Regions from separate parts of the Mus musculus genome. Here region 1 is linked to region 2. A link is a contact called in public HiChIP or PLAC-seq data. All regions are on one chromosome and are shown on one strand. The core of a region is the stretch at or near the end of the contact, and the rest is flanking DNA. Distances in the headings are between cores, read along the strand shown. Region 1 overlaps Ldb3 (LIM domain binding 3). Region 2 holds the start of Shld2 (shieldin complex subunit 2).

Region 1 (6,168 bases), core at 3,435-5,934, 240 kb after region 2:
AAGAACAGGTCAACTCAGCATGGACTGCAGGATGCTTTCAATGGTCCCCTAGCCCAGTCATCAAAATCAGTGCTTGCTGTATGTCTTCAACAGAGAGCAGATGTCCAGAAAGCACAGGTTCATGTTTCAAGTTCAGCTACTACCATTGTCTTGAAAAATAGCTTGACTTGATTTGTCGGTCTTGATTCGATAGGTACCCATCTATCTTAGTCACTCGGTGAGCCTAGGCAGAGGGGCTAGCACCATGCTGCCCAGGGTCTAGCTGCTCATTTGGTCTCTGACCTTCCCTGCCAGATCCTCTTGTTCTCCTACATCACCTTGGTGCAAACTCAGAGTGTATATGACACCCCAGAGGTTACCATTAGGGAAAAGAGTGTACTGCACTTCTTGCCTTCACTGAGAGTGGAGAAACAGTTCATCACACAGAAGGGGCACTGTAGATGCTAACACAAAGCACTCTCTACCAGGGCTCGCAGAACCAAGGATATTTCTGCCCTCCACCATAGAGACAACTCAATAGATCTAGCTGTGTATCCTGAGAATATGATCTAGCCAGTTCTCTTCCTGTAGCAAAGATGGTTCTAGACGTGTCATCTCTGTTCCCAGTCTGTTCTTCTGGGAAGAGCACTATCTTCCTCACTGGGAAGTATACTATGATAGCCTCCCTGCCCACATCCAAGCCAGGCCTGAGTGGAACGGACTGTACTCAAACAGATCTCTCTAGATCACAAATGGGCTCAGACCATGGCCCTGTCTGGTCTCTTTCTCCTGTCTGGTGCCCTGGGCCATTCTGGGTTGTTCTAACTCTGTGCCTCTTATTCCCAAATGACAGCAACTTCAGAACTGGGAAGTGCAGGGCACCCTTTGCTAGAGGATGGCTAGGGCTCTGCCTATGGTGAGAGTACAGAGGTGTAAAGCCTTCCACAGCCCTGCCCCAGAGCCATCCTGGGAGTGAGACTAACTCCCATGGCAGATTCTCCAGCTGGATCCTTCCTCCCACTTACAGCCCGGGTGAGGCACACCGCAGGTCATGAGTCAGCCCTGCATTATCCCCCTTTACACTTGAGGGCTGGAGTCCTCAGAGGATGCAGCAGAGCGAGAGTCTAACCCTCCCTAGACTCCGAGCTGCCTCTATAAAGAACACAGATCCGATTTCCACTGGTGTGTAACCTCATCAAGAAGTCTGTTGTAACTCTAAGAGGAGACCCTGCACTCTGGAAAGAAACACACTCATCAAAAACCCTAGTTTGAGGCTTGGGATTCAGCAGTTAGGAGTACTTGCCTAGCATTTTTGAGACTCTGGGCTCTATTCATAGCATCCCTCTCTCAGAAGAGCTCTGGGTTTACACTCTAGTCCTACAACTTCCTAGCTGTGTATCCTTGCTTGAGTAATTAATTCTCTCTGGGCTTGTTTCTTCCTCTAAGAAATGGTATTGGGATTATAAGAATTAGGAAATTATTAGGACTAAGACATGTGAGTGCTTAATTTAGTACATGATATAGTGTGTGTGTGTGTGTGTGTGTGTGTGTGTGTGTGTGTGTGTGTGTGTGAGAGAGAGAGAGGGGGGGGGGGACGGTAGGACAGTGCATCTGGATTCCCAGGTTGGAATGAACTATCAAGTTCATCTCCAGGCCTTTCTGTCACAGGGAAAGCCCTAAAGCAGGTTTCCTGTTGGATGGCAGTGGGCAGGGAGCTGTGATTCTCTGAAGTCACATTACCAGGAATTGAACCTGTTTCTGGTGATAGAATGAATGACATCCTGCCCACCTCAATGGGTGTGGTGGGAACCCCTAGGAGGGACACAGCACAAGCATTTTGTAAAGTTGTAAGTCACAAAATCAGGGTGTTTTCACCCACCTCAACATTCTTACATGGCTTCCCACTGTCCAGAGAGTCCCAACATGCTAGGGACAAGGTGACTTTAGGGGTACTGTTAGAGGAGAGTGGGGAGAGGTGATCCCACAGAACTTCAAAGCAGCTTCATCCCTCTGTTGTAAGATTTAGGGTTCTGTATAAGTCTGTGTAAGCTGTGTCTTTCTCTCTTTGCTTTTCATTTCATTTCTTCTATCCTTTGTTTCCTTCTTGTTTTACAAGCCACAATCCTCTGTGCTGGTCTTTTTTTTTTTTTTTTTGGAAACAGGGTTTCTCTGGCTGTCCCTGGAACTCACTCTGTTGATCATGCTATTCTGGAACCCAGAGTTCTGCTTGGCTTTGCCTCTCAAGTGCTGAGATCAAAGGCCCAGCCAAGCTGTTTGTTTTTTGACATATAGCCCAGGCTAGTCTGGAACTCACTCTGTATTCCAGGTTGGCCTCAACAATTCAGAGATCCTGGTATCTCAGCCTCTTGAGTGCGGGATTACAGACATGTGCCTCCACACCTAGCTCTAAAAGGAATTAGGAATGAAAGCCGTGTGATCGTCAAGCCATGGCCTTATGTACTAAGCACCTGAAAGGCAGTTAGTCTAAATTGAGATGTGCTATTCAGTTTAAAAATCTGAAGACTTAATAAAAGAATATAAAGTATCTTAGTAATAATTATCTTATATTGATTGTATGTTAAAGCTGTTTATTTATTTTTAAATTTAATGTGTGCAGATGTTTGCCTGCATGTATGTCTGTGTACCTCATGCATGCCTAGTACCTAGGGGAAGCCAAAAGCGTGTTGGATTCTCTGGGACTGGAGTAAGTTGGCTGTGGGTCCTGTGGAAGAGTAGCTAGTGCTCTTAACCACGGGTCTGCCTCTTCAGCCCCTTGTTTGTGTGTTGAGCCGGGTCTCTACGTGTTACCCAGCTAGCCTCAAGTGACCTTATTTCTCAGCTTCTGAAATAGCTAGCATGCATCTGAATAGAGTCCAGCTCTGAACCATTTTTAATATACTGAGCTGTGTCTGGAAAAACGTCCCAGTGGTTAAGAGCATGTACTAGTAAAAGACTGGAATTGGATTGCCAACACTCATGTCTCATGGCTTATAACTGCCTTAAACTTAAGCTTCAATGGATTCCACACCTTCTTCTGGCCTATGTAGGCACCTGCGTTCTAGTGTACACACACACACACACACACACACACACACACACACACACACACACGCATTTGAGGCTGAAAAGATGGCTTTGGAGAGATGGCTCAGTGGCTAAGAGCACAAGCTGGGATCCAGGTTCAATTCCCAACCCCCTCGTGGCAGCTTACAACTGTCTGTAACTCCAATTCCAGGGGATCTGACGCCCTCACGTAAAGGCAAAACACCAATGTACACACAATAAAATAAAATATTTTTTAAAAGGTCAGGTGCAGTGGTGCACACCTTTAATCCCAGCTCTAGAGACCTGATCTACAGAGCAAGTTGAGAAACCCTGAATAAAGAACACAAAAAACTCAGAAATTTTCATATGCTGAGCTAAATAAAAATGTATTTAAATCAATTTTACCTGCCTTTTTTTTTTCCTAAAAGTGTCTGCCTCTCGGATGGTTCTTTGCAACAGTGGCTGCCAAGAGCTACTGGCTTTCACAGTGTTGCACAGGAGTTTGTGTAATAGCAAGAGGCAGAGTACTTGCGAGTCAACTTTACAGACAACCTGGAGAGCTTAAGTGGCTACTCGAGGTCAGCCAGCTTGCAAGCTTCCTATCTGAAACGCACCCTAATCAGCTCCTCTAAACCACTCCGAATGCAGAACCAGGCTCCAGCATGCTCCTTCCAAGTAAACCCCGCCCTCGCCCACCTTGCCTCCCTCTCCAACCGCTCCTTCGGTAGGGCAGACATTCTCTTCCTCCTATCCGAGGCTTTCCTGAACCGCCTTCGTTTTCCAAACCCCTACTCAAGGCCCCAGAGAGGAAGGCTGGAATCCTGGACCAGGTTCCTACCTCCTACCCGCTGGGGCTACAAACAGGAGGAGGACTTTCTCTTCCGGGCGGTTCGCCCGGGCAGATCCCTGGGGAGGGGGAAGGAGAAGGGAGAGGACATGCGGGGAGCACGGTCCCCTCTCCTCTCAGCTCCTGCCTGCTTCGCCCCTCTACGCTCCAAATGCCGTAAGAAACCTGATATCCCATCTCCGAGCCCCGGGCTGTTGCTATTTCTACGTGACGGAATTAAGCCGGTTCGAATTAGAAGGTGATATTTCATCTCTAATTGGCACGTTCAAAGGGCTCCTATCGCACTTGGCGGCCCCGGGACTGTGTAATTAAACAACAAGGTGATCTGAGTCACTTAGCCCGGGCTAAGTCGCCGGCAAGCGCCCGGGTCGCCGCCCGGCCCGCAGGCCGACGTGGCCATCCCGGGGACCAAGGTGTCCTCCGCCCACTGGCCCCAGGTGTTCTGGGGAAACGGATGCCCAGCCCAGGCGCCAGAGATAAGATGCCGGCTCGAACCCCGCCCTGCCTCCGTCCCCCACCCCCCGGAAGCTGCGGCCGGGGACTGGCCGCGAGCGGGCTGCTCGTGCTCGGCGGCGCCCAAGTCCCCGCAGCCCAGCAGAGGAGCGGGGTGCGGGCCCGTATCCCCGGCTGGCCTGGCAGCCTACCAGCCGCCCCCGGAGCCCGTTGCCAACCCAGCCTCCCTGGAGAGAAGGAAGGGTGGAGGCAGGCCTCTCCTCTGCTCCAGGCAGGGATGAGTTAACGTCTGCACAGTCTGGGAACCGTGGAAAGGCCTTGGCTCCTGCCGGTCTCCGCCGCCCAGGCCGCTGCGGGAGAAGCGGCTGGAGGGCCCGGCCGCCCCCTGGTGGGCATGCGGGGACAGGACAAGAAAGGTGCCGGGAGGGCCTGCGGTGCTGCTGGGAAAGGTCTGCACCTGACACTACTCCTACCGGCTTCTGCAAACGCCTTCCTGTGTTTCCTGGCCGCACTGAGTGATCATTCTGTCTCCTACGTAGGAGATTTGTACCGCTCCCCTTCCAAAATGCCACCTCAGCCTGTGGAGCTCTGACTTCAGAATTTCCTTTCCTCGGCCCAGAAGTGCAAGAGATGGCATCAGACTACAGATATTATTTTATCTCTGCAGATATAACAAGAGGTTATAGAAATCCTATCTTACTCAAATGAGAAAATTCAGGTCTGAGAGATGAGGTAGTTTGCTTATTCCTTACAGCAGGCTGGGTGTCCCACCCATGCTAAAATGTTTCCTGTCCATACTCAGTTCTGTTGTCGGTGAGCTTCATAAAGCAGGGGACTGATTCTGTCGCTCTAGTCAGGAAAGCCTCAAGAGAAAAGCTTCCTTGGGTCTCATCAATGCCTTATCAGGATGTGTTCTGGAGCCTAGACTTTGTGTTATTCTTTATCCCAAGTCTACTTGGCCAGTTCACACTTGTAGGACACAAGCCCCCTTCCTTCTCCCTTAAAATAACCCGTCTCTTTTCCCTAAGCAGGCCTGTAACTTATTCCCTTCCTCGTTTTACCACAAATGGTTTGTGCATTGGAAAAGTGTGTGTGTGTGTGTGTGTGTTCATGGGGTGAGGTCATAGGGTATTTGGGAAATGACACCTTTCATTCGATTTTGCTATGAACTGAAAACTGATCTTTAAAAAGTCTATTAAAAACTGGGTGTGGTGGCACATGCGTATAATCCCAGGACTTGGGAGGTCCAGGAAGGAGGATCAACAATCAGCCTGGTCTACCTGAGCTACCCTGCCAACAAACACACACACACAAAGTCTATTAAGATTTTATGTGTAAAGCAGAGCATAGTGGCACATGCCTTTAATCCCAGCATTGGGGAGACAGAGCCTGATCTACATATGGCGTTCCCGGACAGTCAGGACCACATAGAGATCTCATCTCAAAAGCAAAACAAACTATATAGAGAGACCATATAGTCCATAGTAGTTTTGAGTGAAGAAAAACATTTGTATTGTAATAGTAAATGAAAAATCATCATTGCTTTTTATAAATTCAAGATGAATATATATATATATATATATATATATATATATACATATATATGCATGCTGGACGTGTATTTTTTTAAAGATTTATTTATTTTATGCATATGAATACACTGTTGCTGTCCTCAGACACACCAGAAGAGGGCATCAGATCCCATTACAGATGGTTGTGAGCCACCATGTGGTTACTGGCAATTGAACTAAGGACCTCTGGAAGAGCAGTCAGTGCTCTTACCCACTGAGCCATCTCTCCAGCCCCAGAAGTATAATGTTTACTTGGAAAGTATATACATACCT
Region 2 (5,931 bases), core at 150-2,649:
AATTAATGGTTATCATTTATTGTTTATTACAAATATAACTATATTTTATTATATCAACCACTGTTTATATTGATGTAATTAATATTAATACATAATAAATACAGTTAACGGTTATCACTCAGCAAATAAGATAAGATATAAGTCACTGGGAAGGAAAGCTCAATATTGCTTTAGAGTTCGCTGAGATAAATGAATGCAACTTAACTGGTCTAGGTTGTCACTTCACGTGTACAAAACATTTTAAGAACTAAGAATTTCTCTTTCATGCTTAGTAGATGAATAAAGTCATGTAAGAGATGAATAGTGTCACAAAGTCCAAGGGTTTACAAAATCGCCAAGGCACTCTGGGGTGATTTTACTAGTAATGTGGCACGTGATAGGTAGCTTGACTTAAAGGATGTTAGTGTGTGTGTGTGTGTGTGTTCAACTGGATTTTCTTGTAGCTTTGTTTGAGAAAAATGAGTATCTCATGTTGCCCAGGCTGGAATCAAACTCTATCCTCCTGCCCCCACCTCTCAGGTTCTGGGGTTCCCAGAGTGTAGCACTCAAGCCTGGCTACCATTGTGAAAATTATAACTTAGTAATCAGATCCTAGACCATTTAAATAATATGTGTATGTATATATATATGTATATATATGTGTGTATATATATGTGTGTGTGTATATACACACACACACACACACAGGATGTCACATTCCTTTAATCTAAGCACTCAGGCACTCAGACAAGGCCAGCCTGATCCATAAAGTGAGTCGCAGAAATTAAATATATATACTGAGACATTATATTTCTAGTTTACTTTAGGACGTGATTCCAAAAGAGGGGCACACACTCAGTCAATGGTGGAGTTACAACTATGTGCGGGTGTGCTGACTCAAGCCTGTAATCCTAGCACTCAGGGGAGTGGGCTGGGGGAGCAGAAGCAGGCAAGTTCCCATGAGTTCTGGGCAAGCCTGGGCTACAGGGGCCCTGACTTTTCAAAAAAAAAAAAAGGTAAAATAAAGTGGCACGCGAAAGAGTCAACAATGCTTTGCATAACTGTTTTACCTCAAAATCGCTGAAGTTGCCTACAACAAATTAAAACCTTGTGCAAAGTAAAGGCCTGTGGGGTCAGGGCCTCCCTCCTGTCCTGAGGCTTCTTGCTTTCCCGGTTCCTCAACAGTCGGATTCGGGATGAGTCGGGATTTGCCCCGCGCCTCTTCGGCTTCGGCGCGGCGTCACTCTCCGGCCGGCCGCGCAGCGGATCCGCACACCGTTCCGGCCCAAGGCGGAAAGGAGGGGCCTGGTGACTCATGCGGCCGGGGCTGCTGGCCAGCCAGCGAGGCCTCCCTGCAGTCCGCTTCCACCTCCCAGGCCGCCGCGCGTGCACACGGGACCGACCTTCCGGGCCGCGGCCGCGTCCGACCGCTCTCAGGAGCCCAGGCCTCCGGGCCGCAGCCCGCGCGCGTCCACGCTAGCCCCGCCCCCGCCCGCGAGCATGCGCACCAAGCCCATCTGCAAAGGCGCGCCCCCCGCCGCCGCAGCCGCACGCGCCGCCGCCTGGAGGCCGGGCAAGGCCGCGGCGGAGGCGAGGCCCAGCGCCCTGGGCGGCGCGCGGCCGCCGAAGTCCGTCCTCCCGGTGGGGCGACAAGCGGCGCAGGGGAGGGGACAGCCAGACAAGCAGGAAGCCGCGGCTTAAAAGGGCAGCTCGCGCCCAGCCCTTCCTCCCCGCGGTCCAGGCCTGCGAGCTCCGGTCTTTACAGCTCCCGCCGCACTCGCCTCAGCCCGCCGCCGCCGCCATGTACCGCCGTCTGGGCGAAGCGCTGCTGCTGTCCCGCGCCGGGCCCGCTGCCCTGGGCTCTGCGGCTGCAGACTCAGCCGCGCTGCTGGGCTGGGCCCGCGGACAGCCCTCCGCCGCCCCGCAACCCGGGCTCACGCCGGTCGCCCGGCGCCACTACAGCGAAGCGGCCGCCGACCGCGAAGACGACCCCAACTTCTTCAAGATGGTGGAGGGCTTCTTCGACCGCGGCGCCAGCATCGTAGAGGACAAGCTGGTGGAAGACCTGAAGACCCGGGAGAGCGAGGAGCAGAAGCGGAACCGGGTGCGCGGCATCCTGAGGATCATCAAGCCCTGCAACCATGTGTTGAGCCTCTCCTTCCCCATCCGGCGCGACGACGGCTCCTGGGAGGTCATCGAAGGCTACCGGGCCCAGCACAGCCAGCACCGCACGCCCTGCAAGGGAGGTGAGCGCCCTCCGGCCCCTTTCTGTCCTCCCTCCCCTCCAGACTCCCGTAGCCCGGGCCGCTACTCGGCCCAGCCCAGTTCTGCAGGCCGTGCCCCGCTTCGGGCTCCCCCGCCTCGGGTGTGGCAGCCTTAGAGGATACTGATTTTTTTTTTCCGCCCTAAAACTACCACGTAATATGCCAGCCTTTTTACTGGGCAAGTCTTCACCCCAAGCCTCTGCTTGTGTTGATGCTGACTTCACTGAGGACACTGTACAGCTTTTCTTTAGCCTCGGTGCCTGTCATGTCATAGACCGTGAACCCTTAACGCCAGCAGCCGACGATACAAGAACAGAGAAAAATTATCTTCTTTTTGGAGTTGGAATCTTGAAAGTTTGATTAACCAGCGCAGCTTACTAATCTTCTAAATTATTATAATTTTACACTGATGGCTTTTTGTGTTGTGCCTCTTTTCTCCCCTTGGAAAATGTAAAATATCGAGCAGAGTAAGGTCTCTGACAAACAGGGCGACCTGACATTAAATCTAAAGGGTGTAGACTACAGAACTGCCTGCCAGCCAATAGAATGAAATAGCCCTGGGGGTGTGTTCTTGTCCTGGCTAGTACCAGAATTGAGCCTAGGCAAAAGGTAGAGTCCTTAGGGAGTTGAATCAGTTAGATTTGGTAGTTACCAGGGTATCCTGTGGTTTAAACTTTTGGGATGTGTGTAGATTGGCTTACAGCCTTTTTTTAGGGAAGAAAAATACGTTTTTCATTTTCTCTCCACTACAGTACACAATCATACAGCGTTAAAGGTGCTTTAAAAAAAAAAAAGACTATTAAAAGAAAAACCACCTTTTTTCTGTTGCTTAAACTTAATGTATTGAGTAGGAGTCTTGATGGAGGTTGAATTGGCAAGTGAGCAGAGGTTAGACTAGAACAGTGATTCATTTCATTGCAACTTCATAACTGTAATTTTGCTACTGTTAGGAGTAGTTATGTAAATATCTAATAGGCAGGATATTTGATATGCAACCCCTTCAGGGGTTACGGGGGACCCACAGGTTGAGAATTGCAGGACTAGACCTTTGTCTGCCTCGGTTCTGTCCAGTAGTCTTTTTACTACCAGCTGACTAAAAACTATAGAAATGTTTCTGCACTGGAAAAACTGGGGCTGTGATGGTGTTCCCAGTGGTGGAACAAAGGTTGTGGCAAAAGGTTTAATGATTTACCAAATTCGCATTGAGTCTACCCAAGTCTAGGATCTCCCTTTGGAGCCTAATTGTCCCTTAGCCCTGTAGTTCCCTCTGCTAGAAGCCATTGGAACCACTTTGACCTCTGATTTCCCATGCAGCTCAAAATTATATAAAAGGGGTAGTCATTCTCCTACACCTCACCTTCCTCTTTCTTCCTTCCCTCCCTCCCTCCCTCCCTCCCTCCCTCCCTCCCTCCCTCCCTCCTTCCCCCACAAGCCGGGAACTCAAATTCTACCCCCCTCCAGAACAAACAAGGATGTCTGTCGAGCCAGAGGCATTGTATTGCAAATGCTAAACTGTCCTTGTCTTTACAGAGGGTGTGCATCCTGTGATTTGGTGGGTTTTTTCTGTCTTGTTAGTCATTAAAGCAATTTGAGTTTGCCGTAGTTTTATTATTTTAAGTGCTCTTGTCACAGAAGTTTTAATAGCAAAATATTGAGCCTAGCAACAAATATCATCAGCCTTACCAGATCACAGTAACCAAAGCACTTGCTCAAAGTGGAGTGAACAGAGCAGAAATAGAGAAACCCGTTTGTAGTTAGTTAACAGTAACAGCATTGCATGATGATACAGCAAGATAAAGTAACGTTCTACAAAGTAAACCATTACATTTATTTAACATCACACTGCCTCTTCGCCCCCTGTCCCATGCCTAAGTGAATTGTCTTCTCATAGTGTTTTGGGAATTTTGTTCTTGATCCTCCTGCCTCATCGGCTCTCCCAGTGTTTATTACGAGAGACCTCATCTGTTCCTTGACATCCCTTTCCCAGCCTTGAGCCCTCTCTATCTAACCTTTCCTCCACAGCGACCTTACACCTGAGTTTCCTAAAATAAAGCCCTCGAGGCTGAACCAGGTCTGGTGACTTGCTGCAATCCTAGCTCTGAGAGCTGAGCCACTCAGTTAGACCCTATCTCAAAAAACAGGAATAAATCCTGTACTGAATCAATACAATAGTCTAATCTATAGTGAAAAGAGATAGTTTAAAGTAAAGACCACCTGGAAGTGCTGGTGAGTACTTTATTTCAAGTAAATATTTAATAAAACTTGGTTTTGTGATTTTTTTTTTCCTAAGTCATATTTAACTGAGGCTACTAGATTTGCCTCTGGTAAGGATTTACAGAGGACCAGAGACTTAGATAAGAGCTGGAACTCAAAGCCTGGATTCTGTCAGTAGCCCGGTATGGCCATATGCGTACCTGATTTTCTGTAACACAGGAAAATCTGAAATTCAGTGCCAGCCTGGACTACATAGATAAGATCCTGTCTCAAAAAAAAACAAAAAACAAAAAATCTATTTTTGTAGCAAAGATGGATACTGTAATAAACAATTGATTTGACAAGATTTGTTCAAAGGTTCTGACATGTTTTCAAACACAGCAGAGATTGTTCCCGGTGGACATGATATTCTGGGTACATCATCTGTCATCCAGTTGTTTGCTAGGGTAAATCTGTGTTTGTGGTGGGTGCCTTCCCTCACCTCTCCATTTGTATGTGTCTCTCCTGAAGCATCTGTTCTGAAGAGAACAACTTTCTCAACAGATTGTTCTGCTACCAGTTTTAGTGTAAAGTTCTTAGAATTCAGTGTAGGGAGGGGCTGGAGAGAGCACTGTGGTTAGGGCATAGGCTGCTCTTGTGGATTTGATTCCTAGCACCCAGTGGTGATGCAGAGCCATCCAGAACTCCAGGGCCAGTGGAGCTGTGCCTGCTCTGCCCTCCTCAGGCATCGTGCACGGATGTATATTCATACAGGCAAAGCATTCAGACACATACGGTGAAAAGTTAAAAAGGTTCAGAAGGGAGCTGGGCGTGGTGGCGCATGCCTTTAGTCCCAGCACTCGGGAGGCAGAGGCAGGCGGATTTCTGAGTTTGAGGACAGCCAGGGCTACACAGAGAAACCCTGTCTCGAAAACCAAAAAAAAAAAAAAAAAAGGGTTTAGCGATCAACTGACTATAGGAGCCACTTTCTTTGTTTTCTATCTTGCCCCTCAGTGTCTTCATCTCATATTTAGTTAAAGTTTTCCCGTTAGTGGTTCTTTCTCCTGTGTTAGAACTTCCTCAAATCATTAGATGAGTATCTTGTGTAACTGTGTTTTGCTGCTACGAAATGCAATACAAAAGTTAACTTGTTTTATAAGCCATATAATTCATAGATCCTTTAGCACTCAGCTGTGAAGTAGTGTTTGTAATACATTTTAGTTAAATGCAGAATTGTTTGTCTTTATACAGACATGTCATTTCGTAAAAGCCATGTGTCCCCAGTCCTTATGTGCAAACAAATGAAGAGCTCTGAAACCTGCCACAGTGTATACTACATATTTCCCTTCTCCCATTCTGTAAGCATTGACACTTAACTAGTAGTTATGGGTGTCTCAGCACACCGTGTAGAATCTGCAAGTCATAATCGGAAACTAAGCACCAGTGCACATAACTTCAGAAAAGTGGGTAATGATTAATAGGCCCATGAAAGAAC

What was found. HiChIP or PLAC-seq counts read pairs in DNA pulled down with a chosen protein or histone mark.
Region 1: an H3K27ac HiChIP or PLAC-seq map of extraembryonic endoderm stem cells shows a contact between it and region 2. The contact joins the enhancer-like site here to the promoter of Shld2 in region 2. A contact is called at or near these places in 1 of 39 promoter capture datasets (embryonic stem cells), 6 of 484 Hi-C or Micro-C datasets (cardiomyocytes, embryonic stem cells, nephron progenitors and 2 more), 15 of 115 datasets of contacts at active chromatin or transcription factors (the 230-238 cell line, craniofacial prominence, embryonic basal ganglia and 10 more) and 2 of 9 other capture datasets (adipose tissue and liver).

The regions. Positions count from the first base shown.
Region 1 is chr14:34,544,872-34,551,039 of GRCm38.p6, forward strand. The region is part of intron 10 of Ldb3 (LIM domain binding 3); the gene reads right to left. Among named protein-coding and RNA genes, the nearest start is that of 9230112D13Rik, 25 kb to the left of the region's middle. Within about 2 kb of position 4,685, at least 292 of the 459 cell types and tissues checked have an H3K27ac peak or open chromatin away from gene starts, as enhancers often do. A contact at or near this core is called in adipose tissue, craniofacial prominence, embryonic basal ganglia and 12 more, where this site is marked.
Region 2 is chr14:34,309,118-34,315,048 of GRCm38.p6, forward strand. It overlaps Shld2 (shieldin complex subunit 2), which reads right to left and starts at 1,400. Exons shown (of 10, transcript NM_001360074.1): 1 at 1,050-1,400. It overlaps Glud1 (glutamate dehydrogenase 1), which reads left to right and starts at 1,610. Exons shown (of 13, transcript NM_008133.4): 1 at 1,610-2,225. The coding sequence starts at 1,781.